Linked DNA regions of Capsicum annuum: region 1 is linked to region 2. The links are chromatin contacts, called in public Hi-C maps. All regions are on one chromosome and are shown on one strand. Each heading gives the region's core, a stretch centred on a gene start, on an enhancer-like site or on the middle of the called end of the contact. The rest is flanking DNA. Distances are from core to core; before and after follow the strand shown. Region 1 overlaps LOC107872837 (a long non-coding RNA gene). Region 2 holds the start of LOC107872838.

Region 1 (2,896 bases), core at 109-2,608, 61 kb before region 2:
TAAAAGAAGACTAGCGTCTGACTTCTGGGAATCACTTTGTAATTTAAATTGCAGTGTTCAGGAACCTGGTAAAGAACAAGCTTGTTCCTGATCCCTTCTATGGGCTGGGAAATGAATCAATTATCGACATTGTTGATTCGGTGAGGGAACACTACACTTTCTGGTTTTCACCACCTTTGAATATAAGCTGGTGTGTATACAAATTATATAATCTGTCTCATTTGCATTCGGTGCTTCATTTTCTGTAAAGATTTTCTGTAAAGGGTTTTGCTTCTTATCAAATATGTTTTGCACATTGAGTAGCTCAAGAATATTTATTTAGTCTACGGAGTAAATCTTATAATCTCTTATTTCATTTCCACTGTGATTTGCAACTATTCCCTGTGTTCGGTACTTATAATAAGTGCGTGGCTAATATTTTTTTGTCAAATAATCAGCTCGTGGATCTTAATTTTTGGGCTATTATTGTTCTGTTGAAGTCTTATCGGAATGGGCACAAGGAGGTGCTTCCAAAGGGAATGTTTAGGGGGCATTTAGGAGGCGTTCTATTGATATCACCGACATTCTATCCTCCTGATTATCCAGGGCGTATTTCTCCTCGGGGTGGTCAAGGTAGTTGTAGACATCTAATTTTGTCCCTTCCAAGTTCAATTTTATTCATTTTTACCTCACTTTATGATACACCCTTACTCACGTGATTATACCCTCCATAAAATGACAAAAATAACAACCCTTAACAAATTTTATCTTGTTTGGATCCTATCCTAACAAACTTTATCCTAACAGCCTACCCAATCAAAAGCTTCCACCTCTATATCCACTCACATTTTTATCCTCACATAATACATTAACAACAAAAAGAAGGGGGACCCACAGGTACACCTAACAAAGAAAGGATCATCATTTACACATCACCTTCACAATATACATATACACCATTTGCACAAAACTGAAAAAGGAGGGGAAAGGGACTCCATTTTTCTTTCTTTTCTTCTCCATTAACAACTTCACCAACACTCTCTTATCACTCCAAAAAAAATATAGAATCCTCACGCACACACTGTTGCACACACATACACACAGTAAACTCACACGCACAAAGTAGAGAAATCGAGAAGTAGGTGATCAAAAAAGTAAAGAAAGAGCGCAAAAGTAGAAAGAGAGGAGAGAGAACGAAACAAAAGACCATTATTTGATCGTTTCTTTTCGGATTCCGGTGAAATCTAGCCGGAATCGACGTCAAACTCATCGTCTAGGCCTGCTCCATCCTGAAATCCCCCTAAATCCTCTCGGTCTTATTAATTTCTGGACAAAATCTAGCTAGAATCTGATCTATTCCAGTCAATTTCTATCGCGGATAGCTCATCAGAGTTCAAATTTGTACTCGCCCTCAGTTTTCTACCCGAAATCGGGTTTGGATTTTTGTTGTTGGCGTTCAATTCTAGGTCGGTTGTTTAATTTCGAGACTTTTCATCGATTTTCAAATCTGTTCGGGTGGGGGGTTTCTTGATACTGATTTGGTTATTCATCATTGGGGTTCCTTGCTTTGTGAATTTGGTATTTGAATTAGATTTCGAGTTTGGTTTTTGTATTGAGTTGGTTCGTCGTTGAGGTTTCTATTCGGGGTTTCGACTGCGGATCTCTCTTAACTCATATTATCACGAAATCGTTTCTTCGAAGGTCCATTTCTAATCCTTACTCTTTGATTTCCTTGTTATGATATTTAGTACGTGGATGTTGTGGTAGTGTATTGTTTGTTAATTGAACATTTTTGTTGGTGATTGATGTTGTTTTACCTGAATAAGTAGTCTTTAGCATGAAATCGATGATGATATGGAAGGATAATTGTGCTCGGGTTTAAAAACTGTCATGTATAAATGTGGGGGATCGGAATCGCAGACTAATGAAGTAATTTGAATTGTTTGGTTTGACTTGAAATGGATATTGATGACGCTGAATTCGAATTAATTTCGGTTCATGCTGTTGAACACAATAGTAGTATGTTTAGGCCGAAATGGATAGGTAATGTAGGTGCGGATAGGCAAATTTAGAACTTGTGTTTTGGTTGAATGTTTGAATATGTGTGTGAATGTTTCTTTCTAGTTTATCGTATTTGATTCAAGTGTATTTATTTGGATGGGGAATGCCTCGACGTTTCATGTATTTATTCATCAGGGAATGCCCCGACGTAGTAAGTCTTCGAAGATGGTTCGTGATCAAGGCCCGAGACATCGGGTAAAGTACGGGAGCGTAGTTAGGATTAGTGTAGGTTAGATAGGTTTATATTTCTGCATTTTTTTTTGGATTTTATAATTGGACTGGATGCTAAATTTTGGATTGTTTTATTTTGTTTGTTTGATTGATTTTTTTATGTGTTTTTGTGTGGTTTATACATTCTTAGTGTCAAAATTAATCGATACGCTCCACCAAGCGACCGTGGTCGAACCACGGGATCGAGGGGTGCCTAACACCTTCCCCTCGGTCAACAGAATTCCTTAGTCGAAATCTCTGTTTGAAACCAGTTTAAAACAGTCAAAACATAGTTTTGAAAAAGGATTTTCAAAGATAACTTGGCACACCCGATTATGTCAAGTGGTGACTCTAAATCAAAAAAAGTAAATAATTCTTTTTCGAAACAAATTTTCTTCATTTTGTCACTTTAATAATAAAAACTCTTTCGAATCTTAAAATCTAATTTTTTTTGAAGTCGAAAAAGGGGTGTGACAGTAGTGATCATGAGGTATTCTTCAAATTAAACTTAAGCCAAACCATCTTGAAAGTTTTTACTATTATCTTCTGGGGGCACATTATGATTATTATTTCATGAAAGACAGCAATATAATCACACAAAAAGTATGTGTTGCATATCATTTTCCAGGAAAATGTTTTTCTTGCG
Region 2 (3,109 bases), core at 427-2,926:
TTCCCAATTACTAAATATTGTTACCAAAAATGAGAAGAGGAAAAGGAAGAGGCTAGCCCCCCAATCTCACGTATAAAGTGCTACAACACCTGGCTTTCTACTAACTTTCTATCTTAATTCTCGACCTCCAAACCTTTCTATTTAGGGTCATATCCTCAGTAAACTAGAGCTAAGTCAAATCTCGTCTAATCACCTTCCCCAATTCTTACTCCCCCTACCTCTCTCCTAACTCTTGGCTGCTACCAACTTCTCACACATCCTAACTTGCGCATCCCCCTATATCCTCTTCACATGCCTGAACCACCACAACCTCACTTCTCTCGTCTTGTTCATCATGGAGGCCTCTCCCACCTTGTCCCGAATAACTTCAATCCTTATCATATCTGTGTGCCTACACATCCAGCTGAGCCCGCCCTCATATCTGCTACCTTCATCTTTTGGACGTGGGCTTTCTTAACTGGCCCGCACTCTACCTAGTACAACAAAGTTGGTATAACCACTACTCTATAGGATTTACCTTTAAGCCTTGACGATACATTCTTATCGCAGAGTAACCTAGAGGCAAGCCTCCATTTCTGGTACCAAAAAGAAATCTGTCCTCCGCAGAGATCTGTCTAGTTACAAAACCAAGGAAAAAGATATACAAAACTAAACTACATAAAACCCCTACAAAAAATGTGATATTAAATGAATTTCCTTAAAGCTCAATCAAGGCACACCATATGTTTATTGAACTAAACTAACAAAAGAAAAACATGAGCAAATGAGTATGAATCAGGGAATATGGCCACAATTTTGTTATTACACGTCCGTCCCAATTTATGTGGCAGAGTTTGAATTTTGAAAGTCAAACAATTTAATTGTGATGGTGAGTTCAGACATGGAATCTTTAAAATTTTTTTAGGTCAAAAAAAGACTTGTTTGAATCTTAAAATTTGAAAGGTGTCAAATTAATTGGGATGGGAGGAACAGTTTCATCTCATGAAACCGTAAGAGCTGGAAATCACAGCGGAAAGTTCAGGGTGAGCTTTTTTTAAGACATTTAAAGAACAATAAGTGCAAAGAAGGCATATTACCAGGAACTGTAAAAACAAGATTCTAATTCATGAAACAGCAGGTAGGCAAATAAGTAAATAAGACCAAGAAGTCAACATACCATCAAGACATCATACATATGAGAGTAATCTGAATCAGAAAATGAAGTTTTCATTTACTGAGCTGTGCTCCATTAACCTTGTTTCAATTCAAAAAAGAAGTAATTTTTAGAATTATTTTAAGTTTGCTGGGTTTACTTCATAGGTAGGAACAAGGATGCCTAAAGCGACCAAAAGGGGAGATAAAGAATGCAAAAGTAGAAAAATCAAAAGCAGCTCAGCCACTTACCGATCAGAAAAGGAAAAAAAAAAAAACGCCCACCTTGTACAAATGTCTCTCTCTTAAACATGACACAAAACATTCCTACATCTTTATATTCAATTCGAACAAGCTGGGATCAGCTGCAAATGAATTTGATTGAAAAAGTTTGCTTTGGGAAATAAATCTTAAACTTCACGCGAAATTATAATTTTGATCAACTTTAACAGTACATAAATAAAAATTTTAGCTATTCAAAATCTAACAAAGATGACCTCCGATTTTACAATGTTCGTGAGTTTCACTTACACCTACGTGGATATATAATCCAATGATACGATGTCACGTTATTATAAGGCTAATTGAAGGACTTTTGATATGAAACTTAAAATAACGTCGTTTTGCTTCTATAAGTTAAAACGATGTCGTTATTATTATTATTATTATTATTATTATTATTATTATTATTATTATTATTATTATTATTATTATAATACTACTACTATTTCTACATATTACGTACTACTATTGCTTCTATCAATATACTATTACTACTACTACGACTAATAATAATAATAATAATAATAATTATTATTATTATTATTATTATAATATTTTGATAAAATTTTCATCTCAGTAACGTTTTAATAACGTTAATTTAATATATTATTACTACTGCCCTTAATAACGTTTTAATAACATTAATTTAATATACTACTATTACTGCCCTTAACAACCTTTTATTAATAACGTTAATTTAATATACTATTACTACTGCCCTTTATAACATTTTATTAATAATGTTTTATTAATAACGTTTTAGTAACGTTAATTTAATAATATTTTAATAAAGTTAATTTAATAACTTCAATTTAATAACGTTTTATTAAAACTATAATTTTTTAATTTATTATTAATATAGTTTCATCTTTAAGCTGAAAATAATGAAAAAATAATAGTGAAAAGTTATTTAAATATATAAAAAAGAATTGGTAAGACTGTAAGAGTATAATAGTCATTTTATCCTTTTTTTTTTTTACTGTTGAAACGCTCAATTTTTTAGCGCGACGCGCCCAGTTTTGGCGTGTACAACACGCGTTTTGCCATATGGGATCGGAGGTCATATTTGTGCAGTTTTGAATAGTTAAAGGTCATATTTGTGTACAATTAATGTTTAAGGTCAAAGTTATAATTTGGTGTCAAGTTTAGGGTCATATTTATGTATTATGCCTTTGATTTTTATTCGACATAATTATCAAAAGAGATAATGCATAAATATGATCGTAAACTTGATACCAAATTATAACTTTGACCTTAAACTTTGACAGTGCACAAATATGACCTTTAACTATTCGAAACTGCACAAATATGACCTCCGATCTTACATGGCAAAATGCGTGTTCAACACGAAAAACTGGGCGCGTCCAGCTTAAAATCTAAGGGTATAATATATAAATATGATACTAAAGTTGACACCAAATTATAACTTTGACCTTAAACTTTGACAGTGCACAAATATGACTTTTAACTATTCAAAACTGCGCAAATATGACCTTTAAATGACTTTTCACTATTATTTTTTTATTATTTTTGGATCAAAGATTAAAATGGCATCTAATTTCTTTTGTCATTGCGGAAAAAGAGCAATATTAAAGATTTATTAATTAGGTGGGTCAGTCTTATACGAAAAAAATCGCACGAGTTTGTATATATATTATAAAGAAGAGAGTTAATTTAAGTTATATAATATATCTAA

Evidence for each region. A called contact is a pair of places that touch in the nucleus more often than the background predicts.
Region 1: a contact with region 2 is called in a Hi-C map of leaf, with 3 times the contacts expected there. The contact joins the enhancer-like site here to the promoter of LOC107872838 in region 2. A contact is called at or near these places in 4 of 5 Hi-C or Micro-C datasets (bud, leaf, pericarp and 1 more).

The regions. Positions count from the first base shown.
Region 1 is chr6:188,738,808-188,741,703 of UCD10Xv1.1, reverse strand. It overlaps LOC107872837 (a long non-coding RNA gene), which reads left to right. Exons shown (of 4, transcript XR_007056538.1): 2 at 1-1,680; 3 at 2,176-2,235. Among protein-coding and RNA genes, the nearest start is that of LOC107872837, 4.7 kb to the left of the region's middle. Within about 2 kb of position 1,358, at least 2 of the 5 cell types and tissues checked have an H3K27ac peak or open chromatin away from gene starts, as enhancers often do. A contact at or near this core is called in leaf, where this site is marked.
Region 2 is chr6:188,678,146-188,681,254 of UCD10Xv1.1, reverse strand. LOC107872838 reads right to left here and starts at 1,676. Exons shown (of 2, transcript XM_016719460.2): 1 at 1,384-1,676.